2 separate regions of the Mus musculus genome follow, and region 2 is linked to region 1. The links are chromatin contacts, called in public Hi-C maps. All regions are on one chromosome and are shown on one strand. The core of a region is the stretch at or near the end of the contact, and the rest is flanking DNA. Distances in the headings are between cores, read along the strand shown.

Region 1 (5,049 bases), core at 1,889-4,388:
GATAACAATGTATCTGATGCTGTTTTTGTGAATGGAGAATATTCTTTGAGAATTTACTCAACAATGTTTGTACACTAGTGTCTTAGTCAGGGTTTCTCTTCCTGCACAAACATCATGACCAAGAAGCAAGTTGGGGAGGAAAGGGTTTATTCAGCTTACACTTCCACACTGCTGTTCATCACCAAGGAAGCCAAGACTGAAACTCAAGCAGGTCAGAAAGCAGGAGCTGATGCAGAGGCCATGGAGGGATGCTCATTACTGGCTTGCTTCCCCTGGCTTGCTTAGCCTGCTCTCTTATAGAACCCAAGACTACCAGCTCAGGCATGGTCCCACTCACAAGGGGCCTTTCCCCCTTGATCACTAATTGAGAAAATGCCTTACAGTTGGATCTCATGGAGGCATTTCATCAACTGAAGCTCCTTTTTCTGTGATAACTCCAGCCTGTGTCAAGTTGATACAAAACTAGCCAGTACAACTAGTATCAATTCAACTTTAAGAAATTAGCATGTTTTCGCATTTACTGTTTTATTTTTGTTTGTTTATTTTTGGAGATAGGGTTTTTCTGTGTAGCCCTGGCTGTCCTGGAACTATCTGTGTAGATGAGGCTGGCTGGCCTGGAACTCACAGAGATCTGCCTACCTCTGCCTCCCAGTGACAGGACTAAAGGCGTGAGCCACCACTGCTCAGCTCCATTTACATTTAATCGTTTTGGGTTTTGTTTTGGTTTGTTTACATTCTTACATTTCAATGGCTTTTTTATTTTTTATTTTTTTTTTTTTTAAAGATTTATTTATTTATTATATGTAAATACACTGTAGCTGTCTTCAGACACTCCAGAAGAGGGCATCAGATTTCGTTATGGATGGTTGTGAGCCACCATGTGGTTGCTGGGATTTGAACTCGGGACCTTCAGAAGAGCAGTCGGCGCTCTTAACCACTGAGCCATCTCGCCAGCCCCCTCAATGGCTTTTTTAAAATAGGAAAGATGTTTTCATCGAATATGCCAAAATCTTTATAATATTCTTTGGGGAAGCCTAAAATCCTATTCCCCAACAGACAAAAGTGAGTGAGGTTCCTTCCAACAGTTAAAGGAGCAAACTGAAAACTTGCTTTTGGGGGCTGGAGAGATGGCTCAGCAGATAAGAGCACTGACTGCTCAAAACAACAACAACAACAACAACAAAAAACCCAGGACGTGGTGGTGCACGCCTTTAATCCCAGCACTTGGGAGGCAGAGGCAGAGGCAGGTGGATTTCTGAGTTCGAGGACAGCCAGGGCTATACAGAGAAACCCTGTATCGAGAAAAAAAACAAAAAACCCTCCCCCCCTAAAAAAAAGAAAGAAAGAAAGTTTGCTTTTGGTACTTAAAAACATACCCACTTGAAAACTGATTAAAAACAGCTTTGGTACTTTGGGGAGCCTGCAAGACTGCTTAGTGAGTAAAGGCACTAGCTGCCAAGCTGACTATCAGAGTCTAATCCCTGGGACGCACATGGTGGGAAGGGATAACCAGCTCCCTAAGTTGTCCCCTGAGCTCCTCCACCTTTGTACTGTGGTGCACGTGCATGTACACATACGCATGCATAAACACAGAATAAATACATACACTAAACCATGGTTGTCCCCTCGGTGGTTGGGATACAATGTGTGAGCCGCAAAGCTGAGAGATCACATGACCTCCACACCACTCCTTTCTCTACCGCTGTGTATCCCAGGCTTGCAATGTATGCTGCTCTCGGCTCAGACCCCTTCACTGCTCTTCCAGGAGTCCAGTGCTGTCTCTGAGGGTGCTGTGGGGTGCAGAGGCCCCAGGACACCTGGGTGACCTCCAGCCACCCGTCTAAGCTTCCCCGTGGCAGTGGTCTCAAGCCCAGTCATAAGGACAAGCCTGGCTTTCTCTCCTCACTCACAGCCCTCTCTCCTCTGCCAGTCTCCCTGTTTTTATCTCCTGAGCCTTTCCTTTTGGCTGAATGGAGAAAAATAACGAACCGTGGAAAAGAGAAATCGGAGTTAAACCGAGCGATTTGGCACACAAACCTGTGGTATCTCCTCGTAAGGCATCATTGCTTGATAAGTCTCAGAATAGCGCCTTCAAGTCAAAAGTCTGGAGAGAGACATCGATGCAATGTACTACTAAGGAAATAAAGCACTTAAAAACTGCCGCTGATTGAAAACAGAGTAAGTTTATTAAGGTTCTAAGAGGTTTTCCGGCCATTAGTATAATTACGAGATGAACACAATTTTGTGCTGTTCCTATCAGTTAGATGGTAACACACTGGAGGCAGGGGACCATCTGGGCTCTGCAGAGTTAGTTAGCTCTCGGGACTGAAGAGACACTTCCACAGTTAAGAGTATTGTCTGCTCTCTGTTTAGTCCCCAACACCGAAAGGGCAGCTCACAACTGTTGGTTCTGGGGAGCTGACACCTCTCCTAGCCTCCATGACCACTGTATGTACATGGTATGCAAGTTTGTGGCTTTGTGTGTGTGTGTGGCAAAACACTCACACACATAAAAATAAATCTTCATTAGAATTAGTTCTGGGCCAAGGACTGAACTCAGCAGAGCATGTGAACAGGGCATCAGGCCCTGGGATTTTACTCCAAGTCTTTACTCCCCAAATCCCAATCAATTGAAAAACTATCAGAGTGGAAGAGTTCCTCTCACTTCCTTATATAGCTCTTGATCCTCCTTATCTCCCTTCCTCCAGCCTGATACAAGGGCCTTCAAACCCTGCAGCTTCTCATGGGATGGCCAGTTTAATTACATCTCCTGCAAAATGACTGTGACGCCTGTCTCTCAAATGTCAAGCTTAAGAATGTCTTTGAAGGAGGTGCCCACCACCATCACTCCAAAGTATCTGGGAAGAGCCAGGAACACGTGACCTTTGAGTCTCATTGGTAAAGTGGGAAGTGAGAAAGAGAGACTCAGAGACCATGCACCCCACAGTCGGTCCACAATCTCCCTGTGTACATCAGCACCCTGCCCCTTACACGATGCATCTCAGCAATGGCTGACAGGCCAAGGAACCTTACATTTTCAAATACTGAAATTCAGATCTGGGCTCCAGGGTTTCATTGACATAGAGCTCAAACTCGACTGAAGATTTTTTCAAACAAATGAAGGTGACTAACGCCTGTGGTTAACCTACACGGCAAAATGAAGAAGGAGAAGGAACAGTCGCAGGCCAGCCAGGGGCTGCATAGCCAGATTCTGTCTCAAAGACAGACAGACAGACAGACAGACAGGCAGACAGATGTGCATGTGTATATACACAGAGAGACAGACAGACAGACAGACAGACAGACAGACAGACAGACAGAGCAGGGCTAATTAGACCCATTAAGGAGGAGATATGTGAAGAGCCCAGATTGAGATATACACATGCCATGAAAGCACCACTGCTAATTTGCAAAACAACAGATGAACAAAAATTGTTGAATACTATTCCAAAAAGCAATCATTTATGAAGCTTTTCATTCAAAATATCTGGGCTGGGATCTGGGATTTCACCACCTCACAGCCCCTGGCAACTTCCTAGACACTTTGTTGGAAAGCAAAAAAAAAAAGAGGGGGGGGAGGGAGAGGGAATATTTTTAAAGTTTGTGGGATTTCAGAAGTGTATTTGGTTTGTTTGTTTGCTTGCTTGAAAACTATAAAGTTTTCATTGTTTGGGTCAAGAGGGAAAAATGAGATCACTAACAAGTTGTTATAACTTTAAGTCTCGAATAAATCTGTCTCAGAAGCAAACTGTCACTCAAACAAATCATTTTGGTGTCTTGGAAGCATTAACCATTAATCCGTCCAGTGTGTCTGCTGAGGGTAATTAAGCTCTTAAAACACATGCCCCGAGTCCTGCCTTTCCTGTCTGTACTCTCTGTGGGTAGCAGAGAGTTAAAACACAACCATGGGTGGAATTTCCAGTAGGAAACCCACTCTTCAATACCCACAAATATTTTGGTAAAGTCATTGTACATTTATTTGTGGAGACGTAATTGGAAGTATGCAATGTTTTAGTAATTATCACACACACACACACACACACACACACACACACACACACACACACACACACACACACACACAGAGTACTTGAGTGTTGATATAGATTCCAGACAAAACACAAGCCCTTTGTAGCTCCTAGATTTCCTGGGGATGTATATGAGAGTCTCACCTTCAGCTGTGGAGAGGGACCCAGAAAGGGCTGATTGCCGTGTCACTCAACTGTGTGTGTGTGTGTTGGGGGGGGGGGGGTTGGGGTGGGGGTTTCACTTTAAAATGGAGATTCCCCCTTTCTTTTTTAGGAAGGAAACTGAGGAAGTTGTTTCAAAACAAAATAAACGTTCAGGATGGAGCTGGAAAGGGGTGTGAAAGGGAGCCCTTTGATTTCCCAACTTGTGTATTTGGGCTCAGACAACATCTTATGTGCATACTAATCAAATGGTAATCCTGCCCTCCTGCCAGGACCGAGGCGTTTGACACTAAGTCATCTTGCCAACAGAAGGGCATGGGAGTATTTTAATTCCATCTAGGGGTGTTGGGGGGGGGGAGGGAGGGGGGAAGGTGGGAGATCCCTGAGGCAGGTTTGGGGACTGACTCGGGCCTGGAGAGCCGGTGACAGGAGGAATTATTTCCATATCAGTGACCTCTTCGAAAGGTGTCAGCTACTTACCCACCCTGCCCCAGGAAAGGTTCATAAACTTAACTGTTCTCCCAAGGGTGGGCTTGAGGGGTCCACCCCAGGGGGCCCAGTAGCAGCTGGGGGGGGGGGCTGCTAGGAAAAGACCTCATTAGAGACCAGAGTGCCCAAGTTTACTGTTCTCTCAGATGTGTAAAACTTCAGAGTGGCCACACGGCTCAACCTGTCGTCCACAACACAGGCTTCAGCTTATTTTGCCCTTCTGCCAGCGATATCTGGAGAGAACCCTAGAGGTGAGGTTGCTGAGTGGCTCTTAGAGGGCTCTCCTGTACGAGATGGGACAAGCTCTCACACAGCTGACCACTGTAGGCCAGGTCTTTAAGTTGTTTCTCCTGTACTTTAATAATAAAAT
Region 2 (5,547 bases), core at 1,519-4,018, 78 kb before region 1:
TAGTCCATAGGGCTATCCTGTGAGCTTCCTGTCCTGTTACTCTGAGACAAAGCTGGGGACAGTTTCTTTGTTATTCTTGCAAAATTGTCAAAAACTAAACATACAAAGTAGCATAGAGAGATATGTGCGGTAAAAATGTGGATCTCTGAATGGCAAACACATCTAAGTAGGGAGGAGAAAGGAGCTCATGTGTGTGTGTGTGTGTGTGTGTGTGTGTGTGTGTGTGTGTGTGTGTTTGTGTGCCTGTGTGTGTGTCTGTATATGTGTCTATATGTCCCTATCTGTGTCTGTGGGTGTCTGTGTGTCCCTGTCTGTCCGTTTCTATGTGGTGGTGGTGGGGTTGTCTGTGGGGTGTCTGTGTGTGTCTGTGTCTGTGTCTGTGTATGTCATGGTGGAAATGACTTACATTGCTTCACATTCACCTCACCAAGTGCTCATTACACAATTCTTTGAAAATGCTGCTTAGATTCATTTTATAATAAGTTGTTGAAAGGGAAACATATGGAAAATGAAGCACCAAGATCCCGCCAAGCCTGTATGCTCGCGTACATCTCCCTAAATCTGCCCTGAGTTTCCAGAGTCAGTTTGTTTCTCAGAGGCTCCTGAACCACAGTGTCACTCTGCCTGCTATGCTGTTCTGTCACGAGAAGGAAAAGAAATCAGGTGAGATACAGAGGTGGATCCCCCAAGGACCATTTGTCACACGACTAGATTGCTCTTCTTTCATGAAGACACCATCTGCCATTCAAAAAGGAGACCCTCACTCTGGCCTGTGCTAGTGTGGATGTTTTTTTCTCAACACGGGTGATTCATAGATTCCTTGGAAACAGTAGCTAGTCCCTAGCAACCACACATCATTTTCCCTAGACAGCTACAGTTGCCCTGCGGAGACAGCTTCTTTTTTGCTTAGGTCTTTGTGTGAACTAGACAGAAAGCCCCAGCATTTATTTCCCTTATCTGGTCAGCATAGGCTCATGTGTACTGAGTCAAAGCCAGGAAGCAGCAGTGGACGCAGGGCTGCAGATAACCAGCCCACTTCTGTGTTCTTGGAAGCCTAAGGGAAGCCTAAGGGAGTCAGCTCCTGCCAGGAACCTACGTGGGCCCCAAAGGATAATAAGCCAAGTGGAATGCAGAGAGCACGGTTTCTCCCTGATACTCGTGTCAAAGATCCAATGACAGACACAGACGCACAAAGAGAAACACAGAAGGCAAGATTCACCTCGACAGTCATTTAGGAGACTTCGCAGGAGGAGCCTGCCGCTGTGTCCTGGCAAACCTTGGTCTAAGCCAGTCTTACTGTGCCTCCTGCCATAATCTCTGGCTCCTAGTGCTCACATTAGCACCCTCTCCTTACCTTGATGAAGCCCCTCCCCTTCCCCTCAGCTCTCAGCCTATCAGCTCGGGTTGTCTCTTTACCCCTCTTAATCCCTTTCTTCGCATTTCCGGGGGCTTTCATGCCAATTCCTCTTTTCAGTATACTATGGAAGTCTGCCTACAAGGCTTCCCATTCTCTAACCTCCCAACACACCCCAAATTTCCACTGGGGAGATTGTTCAGTGGGCAAAGTGCCTGCCACCCAAGGATAAGAACCTGCGTTCAGATTCCCAAAACCCACATAAAAACCTAGATGGTGGGCCCATTAGCCTTGAACTTGCTGCCTATATAGAGTCCCCTGACATTCTCTCCTTCTCCAGCACACCATAGTGTGCCTCTGCCTGCCTGCACCTCTTGGCAGACCCGGTGCTAGTGTGAGCGAGCATTAGAGGCCAGAAGTCATGGCGGGAACCAGACTAAGACCCTGCCTTAGAGCAAGGTTTGCCAGGACACAGATCCAGGTCCCTCCGCCTCAGTCTCCTATGGGCCTGGGACTGGGAATCTTGCCTTCTGGGCATCTCATTGGCTCTCTGACATCAGCATCAGGAAGAGACTGCGCACCCTGCATCTCACTTGGATAATTATCCTTTAGAGCACAAATAGATTCCTGGCAGGAGCTGACTCCTACAAGGTGTCCCTTAGATTTGGGGACCTCCAGTGTTTCTCCTCTCTCTCCTTCCATAGGTTTCCTGATTGACAGAAAGCCTTCCCGGTCCAGGGAACAAGCCATGGAGGAACCCTTCCACACCCCTCCACCACAGTCGCTGCACAAAAGCCAGAGGAGAGGATACTAGCTGGGTGTTGCTGCCCAAGGCTCCAGCCACTGGGGCCATCGCAATAGGCTACAGTACTGAGGGTACCTCTCAGGGAGTCTCTGAGAGTCAGCAGGGAGCCTGCAAGGCAAGGGAGGGAGTGTCTGGAGCAAGTAGACATGAGTCATCAACAGAGTAACGCCCCTCACTGATGCACGCTAAGGATTTTCCGCTTAAGTGGACAACATTCCGTCTCCTTCCTTGAGTAAGGGCTTCCAGAGATGACCAGTGACCACAGTGTGAGACTTAGCACCTTCCCTCATTGCTAGGCAAAGCCACTCTCCTCCCAACATCAATTCTAATCACCTAACTCTAAGAGGATTGAAGGACAGTATGCAATGGCAAAATTATACTTAGGCCAAGTACACGCTGTGTCTGAGAAGCTCCTGAGAGAGCATCTACAGCAGGGACAGCAGCGCAGGACAAAGGCCACACAGAGCCACACACTGTCACTCGGCCGTGCCGAGCACAGACCTGAAATAGAGAAGCCTAGTCACTTCTGGGAGGAGGAGGGTATGTGACACATATCAGGTGACGTGCTGAGGAGACCAAAGGGAGACAGGAAGGAGATGAAGAGTGGAGGCCTTGCCACAAGGGCCCTTTGTGAGCTGGGAGGTCTGTGACAGACAGAGGCAGCCCAGGCTGCACCCAGGGAGTGATGACAGTGAAGGGCTCTGGACTCAGATGTGGGTTATAGATTGCACGTCCCACTTCTCAGTTCACATTGATTATGCATTGTTAGTGAGCAGCTGTCCCTCTCTGAGATGTTTTTCTCATTGGCAAAATGGGATAGGAAGAAATCACGTGTGTATGTGAAGATGTATATTATTTTTGTGCATCTGAGTATGGCCATTAAAGACCACAAGTGTCCTATATGCTAATGTATATTGTATATGTATATAAATATAAATGTGTATACATATATATGTGTGAACATTCTATCCATATACATGTGTGTAGATTATATATGCACTTCTAGATTTATATTTATTGAAATAAAAGAAGCCCAATGGATGCTGTGTGTGCATAAAAGTGTGTGTGTTTACACACGTGAATGTGTGCATATACACACATATGACCATTCCCTCGTAGCCTGCTCCATCTGGGCCCCAAAAATCACACACAGCAGTTCAGACAGTTCTAGATATACAATTGTATGTATATAGCATATATTTATGGGCATGCACATATGTGCATGTATATTGTATATGGGTGAATATTTAAATGTATGTAAATGCATATTTAAATGCATGTGTATGTATTAATATGAATAGTGTACATGTTCACATAAGGGCATATATATGTGCCTATATAAATGCGTATGTTAACATGAATATATGTACTAATGTGGATGAAGTGTGCATGTTCACGTGAATATATGTCTATGTGAGTATATGATTGTGTATGTGCATGCATGTGTGAAATGTGTGTTGTGTACACATAGATGTGTGTGTAAAGCATCCACAGCTCTTCATACAGTGAAGCCTTTCCCTCCCAGCCTCCCTGAGAGAGACCTGAGGGGCTGTGCCATCCTTTGATGGGCAGAGCAATCTCTGCAGGAAATAGGAACAGACATGTACCTGGGTGCTTAAGCTTGGCCTGACTGCCACCTCCCCCAGAGAAGCCCCCAAAGCTGGTCCTCTTACCCCTTGCATCCTAGCTCACTCACTCTCCTGCTGGTCTCTGCTCTATGCCTGCCTTCACCCACCGCTCTCTAAACCCTTTACATTTAAACTTTCACAGCTGTATTGATACAGGCATCACTGTGCTGGCTCATTCTATGTCAACAGGACACAAGCTAAAGCCATTTGAGCGGAGGGAAGGAATCTCAGTTATAAAAAATGTCTCCATAGCATCGGGTGGTAGGCAAGCCTGTAGGGCATTGTCTTAATCAGTGATTGATGGGGAGGGCCCAACTTATTGTGGGTGGTGCCATCCCTGGGTTGGTGGTTCTGGTTCTATAAGAAAGCAAGCTGAGCAAGCCATGAGGAGGAAGCCAGTAAGCAGCATCTCTCCATGGCCTCCACATCAGCTCCTGCCTCCAGGTTCCTGCCCTGTTTGAGTTCCTGTCCTGACTTCCTCCAGTGATGGAAATGTAAACCAAATAACCGCTTTCCTCCCCAAGTTGCTTTGGTCATAGTATTTTTATCACAGCAATGGAGACTCCAACAATGACATACAAAGACATGGCAGAGACATGTAATGAAGACAATGGCATATAATTAATCAAATGTGTATCTAAATGACATATAATTAAATGCATGCTTTCACAAGTTTGATGGTTTGGACTCCCAGAAGGTTGCAGTCAAACGTGAACACATCCTTCACACCCAAGCACACTCTCCCATGACCCATCTTTCCTCCCATCATGCTTTGCAAGCTACCACATATGTCATCTCAACCAAAAGAACTTGCATTTTATGCAACGTTAGACGGACATGACAACATGTATGTTATACTGTATAGCTTTGTACACACAAGCTAATCACCTTGAGATTCCTCCCTTTGTTGCAAACATCAATCCTCTATCCTTTCTCATTACTAAGTAGTATTTTACTGTGTGGGTATAACAAAGTATGCTTAGCTGTCTGTCTGTGATGGAGATTGAGGCTGGTTTGGGGGCTGAGTGTGCCAAAGGGTTGTGGAATGTGTGTGTGCTACTGTTTCTGGAAAATAAAATTCCCATTTCTTTTGGGTAGATGTCTTAGTCAGGGCTTCTATTGCTGTGATGAAACACCATGACCAAAAGCAACCTGGGGAAGAAAGGGTGGCAGTCTATCACTAAGAAAGTCAAGGCTGAAGCCTAGAGAAGCAGAAGGCATGGCTTGCTTATACCAACCAGGACTGCCAGACCAAGGGTAGCACCGCCCACAGTGGGCTGACCCCTCCCACATCAATCAAGAAGATGCTCTACAGGCTTACCCAGGGGACAATCTTATGGAGGCATTTTTCAACTGAGATTCCTCGTCTCACCGGCTTGTGCCAGCTTGTCGCACAGACGCAATACTGTTAAGCCATAGCCTTTCCTTTCTTGCCCATCCCAATATTTCATATCAATATTAACATCACAAAATAAAACACTTCATGTTGGGAGCACAGAGATTCTTGGGCTCGCAGTTAGCACCAGGGAGACCAGGAACATTAAATACACACAGTTGTCTTTTCAAAGGAAAAAAAAAATCTTTTAAAGATTATTTATTTATATATTATTAAGATTTTTAAAGATATATTTATTTGTATTTATATGAACACACTGTAGCTATCTTCAGACACACACAAGAAGAGGGTATTGGATCCCATTACATATGATTGTGAGCCACCATGTGGTTGCTGGGACTTGAACTCAGGACCTCTGGAAGAG

What was found. A called contact is a pair of places that touch in the nucleus more often than the background predicts.
Region 2: a contact with region 1 is called in a Hi-C map of the N1E-115 cell line, with 4 times the contacts expected there. The contact joins two enhancer-like sites. A contact is called at or near these places in 4 of 15 datasets of contacts at CTCF or cohesin (CD8 T cells, embryonic stem cells and pro-B cells), 32 of 484 Hi-C or Micro-C datasets (B cells, CD4 T cells, CD8 T cells and 25 more), 8 of 115 datasets of contacts at active chromatin or transcription factors (the 230-238 cell line, the HPC-7 cell line, astrocytes and 3 more) and 2 of 9 other capture datasets (liver and pancreatic islet).

Annotation. Positions count from the first base shown.
Region 1 is chr17:8,375,605-8,380,653 of GRCm38.p6, reverse strand. The region is part of intron 1 of T2 (brachyury 2); the gene reads right to left. Gm16702 (predicted gene, 16702) reads left to right here. Exons shown (of 3, transcript NR_045795.1): 3 at 1-1,609. Among named protein-coding and RNA genes, the nearest start is that of T2, 5.7 kb to the right of the region's middle. Within about 2 kb of position 3,138, at least 11 of the 459 cell types and tissues checked have an H3K27ac peak or open chromatin away from gene starts, as enhancers often do. A contact at or near this core is called in the N1E-115 cell line, where this site is marked.
Region 2 is chr17:8,452,517-8,458,063 of GRCm38.p6, reverse strand. No RefSeq gene overlaps it. Among named protein-coding and RNA genes, the nearest start is that of T, 21 kb to the right of the region's middle. Within about 2 kb of position 2,768, at least 39 of the 459 cell types and tissues checked have an H3K27ac peak or open chromatin away from gene starts, as enhancers often do. A contact at or near this core is called in the N1E-115 cell line, where this site is marked.